Linked DNA regions of Gossypium hirsutum: region 1 is linked to region 2. The links are chromatin contacts, called in public Hi-C maps. All regions are on one chromosome and are shown on one strand. Each heading gives the region's core, a stretch centred on a gene start, on an enhancer-like site or on the middle of the called end of the contact. The rest is flanking DNA. Distances are from core to core; before and after follow the strand shown.

Region 1 (2,995 bases), core at 358-2,857, 350 kb before region 2:
TGCTCGAAAACACTCAAGAAGAAAATAATAGCAAATTTGAAGTAACACACATGTTTGAATGAAGCAACTGACATCGGTAAAACCTATAAAAAGGGTCCAAGTGAACAATGAGGGGGATTTGGATGTCAATAATGCAACCAGAGCAGCTAGTGGCAACCAAAATAACGGAAAGAAAATAAGAAAAGATCATGAACTTTGATTATGCAAATTAATCAGTCCATCAATTTTGAAGTCTCAAGTCTGACTTCTCTCTGAATTGAACTAAAACCATCTTTCTGAGAATTAAGAAAGTTATCACTTTTTAAGGAATTTAATTGGTTGGAATGTGATTCCAATGTTTGGTAAGCAAAAATTGCTTCTTTCATTGGAATGTAACATTCCCTTGGGAGTTAATTTCTCACAAGTAATGTGAAGTCATTCCCTTGATAATTAGTAGGAGAGTTACTTTTCCATCTAGATGGAAAGTAATAAAAAAAATCACTAGAACAAAATTAGCCTTTCTTTTATTTGTGTTTAGGGTATTAACTAGTTCATCGTAAAAAAAGAAAAACATAACTGATGCTTGTTCTTTCGTTCTCTAGTCTCTACAATTTCAATTCATCGTTCCAAAGTAAGTGTTTTTTTCTAGTTTTATTCTCAATCTACAAATTCTACTCTGCATATTATTTTTTCCCTTTTTAACATGTCATATATGTGTGCTATCACAGGGTAAATATCTATATTCTCAGAAAAATATTAAAATACATCTTTTATTTTAAGGATAATTTAGTTAAAATAACATTATGTTCTCAGAAAAAGCATTGAATTTAACAAACGTCTTAATATAACTTTCCATGATTTTAACTGTATATCATGTTATAAAATAACTTGCACAGCAATAATGTTATCACAATCACATTTTAAAATCATAACATGGGAAATCACCAAACACCCCTAAATGTAGAAATTAATTCCTTGGGCCAAAATATGAGCCACATCCAATTTATCCAAATTTGAAGCAACAAACAACATTCTTCATTCCTTTTTGGTAAGGTATGCGAATGGACAAGGAGATATTAAAATCTACACTAACTAAAATTAGTTTCATAACCCTAAAACAAACAATCCATCTTCAGTAAGCTAAGTTTCTAGAAAATTAAAACTAAAACCTTTTCTTCTGTGCGCTCATTTTCCACTAGCTAATCGCATCTAAACAGAAGATGAAGGAAAAAATTCAATTGCTTGGATCTATAACTAAACGCGAAACAACATTTCACGATCAAACAACGAAATGAATCGACGAGAAACCCGAGGCAAGTGAAAGAGTAAGGAAAGGGGCGTACCATAGAGTGAAATTTCGCGGATGATCCTTGATTGTTGCGATTCGGCTCGACTGCAAAATTCAGAAACAAGGGCGGAGGAAAAGGGAATAGGGAATTTGAAGATGGGGAATGATTGGCTACGGTATCTAAGCAACGGAGATTGATGGTGCAAAATAAAAAATGTTGATTGAAAGGGGGTGGTAAGTGATCTAACGGCCAATATTTCTTAGAGTGTTTGTGATGGCTATCGGTGATACGTTGTGATGTCGTGGATGTTATTTGGGCCACCATTCAACGGATATGATTAATTTGCCACGTCTACTGTTGCATTAAATATTTGCGCTGCTGAAGACGAGTTTTTCTTAACACAATTTAGCAATTAACATTTACATTTACATTTACATTTATATTTAAAATATTAAATATAAATGAAAATTTTTAATAAATTTATTAAATATGCCTTTAGTTAAAAAAATTAAATAAAATTTTTAAAGAAATATTATTTAAAATATTAAATTTTTAATCATGCTCGCATAGTCACCCACGTGATCGTTTATATATTTTTCATATTAACATGACATTATTTATTTTATATGTCACGTAAATAAATAATTTAAAAATATTAAAAATATTAAAAAATTTAAAACAATCAAAAATAAAATAAATAATTAACGATAAATATCAATTTTATACATGCACTTTGATCCAATATGCAATTTGATACTTGATCTTTAATTTGGTATAATTATACACACGAAACTTGAATTGTAGTTCATATGCATACATAAAACTTTGATTATAATTCAAATGTCCACATTTAAAAAATAGATACATACATTTATTTTCATATTAGAATAATATAATTATTTGTATATACAATATATTAACGTAAAATGATACTAATTCAATAATATTATCAGTGATTTGTAAAAATTGAATTAAATTAAAATTTCATATATAAAATCGCATAAAATTGATGTTCGTATGACATTACACATTGGATAAAAGTTCATGTATAGTTTTGATATTTATCCGAAAAAATTATAAAAAGTTTAAGAAAATTTAAAAAATAGTATAAAGTAGGCGTGGATTGCAATGTAGGCTGTCATGTTTAACATTTTAAATTTTAGTTAGTATTTTCATTAAAAAATATCAATTCATCTCTTTTTTGAAAGGATGATGATAAAATTTAACTTTTTTTTTTAAGTTGAGGATCAAATTTAATTAGAAAAAAAGAGAGTAAAATTGATAAATATATATATACATATAAACTTTAAGGGACTTGTTGATATTACCAAAAATTAATTGTTTACTTTTAAAAATTAAATTTTTTATTCCTTGAGAAAATTTGGAGAATTTTAATATATTAGTGTTTTAAGATGTATCATTTCAAAAGGTTAGTAATTGTGATTATTTTGTTTATGTAATTTTTTAAATAAAAAATATATTATTGGAATTTTATAAATTAGAAAGTAATTAAAATATAACAATGATATTAAAATAAATAATATAAAAATATGCAATATGAATGTTATTAGACTCATAAAAAAGTATATAAATATTTTTAATAAGTTAAATCCAAATTATATTTGAAATTTATGTTTTCTTTTAATCTTATGGCGTGATAATGTGTTTTAAATAAAATAAGATTATAATGAATTTTGAAAAATCACCTCTCTAGTGTTTAGAAAGTT
Region 2 (2,807 bases), core at 30-2,529:
TTGTTTGAGCACGAGTTTAAATAGAACACAAGTGATAAGCAAAATAAGGAATGAGAGAAACAAACACAAGATTTGTTAATGGAGTTTTGATTCACCAATCTTATACTATGGAGCATTACTCAGAGAATGATTCTTACTCAACAAATTTCCAGATCATCCATTAATTTAAACCCAACCTACCTTTAGACAAATAAGTAATTGCAGCTACAACACCAACTCCAATTGTTACAAACCACCCACCCAAAATCCTCACTTATATCAAGTATAAACTCTTTGATAAAAGTCTGAGGCAAAAATGCAAAAATACCAAGTAAAAGAAACACAAATAACCATACAAAAAGCACTCTAAAAGCACACCCATATATAGCACAACAGCCTATTTGTAGGTTAAATTCTATATCTTCTCCAAGTAGTCTTTATAGGATAAAATTTCAATTATAATTTGAATATATCTTATTGAAATTTCTCCAGTAATTATTTTAAAATAAAACTTTTTAAACCAAGTAAAATCATTAGATAAATCACCAAATAAATAGTTTAACAGATAAGAATAAACCTTATAGAACAAGGCATATCAATCTCATAGGTCCTTCATTCATCCAAATTCGACCACAACTGTTTGATACGAAATTTAATACGTTTTGAGACTTATTTATTTATAGAAAAAGCACTTATGAAGTCTCAAATTAAAAAAACCTAACAAATAAAATTAACTAAATTGTCTCAAAATCTTGATTGATTAAGTATTTAAATAGGTGAAGATAATGATTAGACATCGAATCTTTAATTGTTTGAAATAATTAATTAACCAAATAATTAAAAAAAAAAAAGAAGGCCACAAAGATTATAATATGATGATATAAATAATAAAGAAAACAGTTGTACTGATTATGATAATAATTCTAGTCTGATTATATATACTTTTTTATGAAATAATCTGATTAACATTATTAACAAATAAATAAAGTCATGACGGATTTTTTTTTTAAAGAAAGATAAAGAAAGATGGCAAGAAAAGCAACTTTTAAGATAAGAACAAAAGAAATAAATGTGAAATCATCATAAAATAATAACACAATTTCTTAGACGTATAAATGTAATATTCTTTGTCTAATCATACAAATTTAATCAACAAGTTCAAATACCAAATAAAACCCAAACCCAAATCCAAACCCAAACCCAAACTCAAACCCAAACCCAAACCCAAACCCAAACCCAAACCCAAACCCAATTATTATTTTTATTTTTATTTTCTTGTTGTATGATTATTAGCGGCATGGTTTTCTTTATAATGAGAAAAGGATAAAAAAGAGTATGTTAAGGCAAGAGAGAAGAAAAGTCTCTTTTCTTGTTCAGTTTTCTTATACTTTCTGTTGTCTTCTGGGGGATTGGGTTCTTAGAAAGGGAAAACCCAGTTCTCTTACACTTTCTGTTGTTCATCTTTGTAGATTCTTGTATCTTGTCTAGGTTTCTTTGTTTTCTCTGTTTTTTAAAGAGATGGGGATGATGTATTATCAGTTGTCAAAGTCTTCTTATCAGGATTTTCTGAAAATACTAAAGGCTGACATACAACATGCAAATGCTTTGTAAGTTTTCTTTTCTTGGGTGTTTAATTTTCTTAAAAAATTAGTATTTTCTTTTACCTCACCATCCTTTTGAAGTTGATTGCTGACTTGTTCTTGTTGTTTCTGTTTATTAGTTGCTTGATTGGGTTGCTTTTGATGATAATGATTAAAAAGCTTAGTTTTTTAGCTGCTCTGCTAGTTGTTAAAAGAAATTATTAAAAAAAACCGAAAAACATTCGGTTTGGAAGTTTATCTGATTCTTTTCTCTTTTATGATAATCTTTCGTTAGCTTTATGATATTATTGAATAACCAATTGCAGATTTTTTGTATATGGTTTAGTATTGTAAATTTTCAGCCTAACAATTCTTATACCAGCTAAAATCTCTCTGCCTATTTGCTGAGCTGTTGGTCGTTTGATGTTTCTCTAGCTGAGAACAGCTCAAAAAGATTTCATTTGTTTGTGGTAGCATATTAATATTTGTATGTTTATGATAGGGTTTTACTTCCTTATCGTCATTCTTCTTCTGAGAGTGTTTGTCTGAACTTGATGATAGTTTGATGTTTCTTTAGCAGATAGCAACTTAAGAAGTTTCATTCATTTAATGGTAGTATGCTAATATTTGCATATTTATTAAAGGATTTTGGTCATTGTGATGCTTAATGATTGGCTTAGAATATATTGTGTCTCCATTTTAGTTCTTCTAAGAATGTGTTCTTGGGGGTTTTAGGGCTGCTGCAATTCCAAGGGCCAAGAGTGGTGCTCACCTTCAAATGAAATTGGTGTATAATCATTTGGCTCCCCTCTTTCTATTTTTGTTACAGTGGATGGATAGTTCCTGCATGTGTCTACTCCCTAGATTTCTAAACCTCTTTCACATTCTTGTATACAAGGTTCATTATAACGGCTTATTTTGTTCCCCTCTTTTACATTTATTTTCATACATATTCATATGCGCCATTTGTTCATTTCCACATTGTTTGCTAAAGGTCTATACAGATGGGAGATCAAATATATCTAGACGTGGAAGGAAGGCAACAATTAGAGAGTTTTACGGTATGCATATAATCTTAGTTTGAGTGTGTTTTTTTTTTTTCCTATAATGATTCATTCACCTTGTCATTGTCTCTCTTTGCTAATTAACTAATTTTAGGTGTTATATTACCATCTCTTCAAAGGCTCCATAGTAACTTGGGGGAGTTGGATGATGATAAGGAGGCCGGTGGGAGTTCTGCCAAGAAAA

What was found. A called contact is a pair of places that touch in the nucleus more often than the background predicts.
Region 1: a Hi-C map of leaf shows a contact between it and region 2, with 2.7 times the contacts expected there. The contact joins the promoter of LOC107928685 here to the promoter of LOC107928656 in region 2. A contact is called at or near these places in 2 of 34 Hi-C or Micro-C datasets (both in leaf).

Annotation. Positions count from the first base shown.
Region 1 is chrA12:90,990,452-90,993,446 of Gossypium_hirsutum_v2.1, reverse strand. LOC107928685 (NADH dehydrogenase [ubiquinone] flavoprotein 1, mitochondrial) reads right to left here and starts at 1,607. Exons shown (of 3, transcript XM_016859935.2): 1 at 1,323-1,607. The coding sequence starts at 1,592.
Region 2 is chrA12:90,637,176-90,639,982 of Gossypium_hirsutum_v2.1, reverse strand. LOC107928656 (E3 ubiquitin-protein ligase AIRP2) reads left to right here and starts at 1,279. Exons shown (of 5, transcript XM_016859913.2): 1 at 1,279-1,586; 2 at 2,295-2,457; 3 at 2,554-2,620; 4 at 2,718-2,807. The coding sequence starts at 1,498.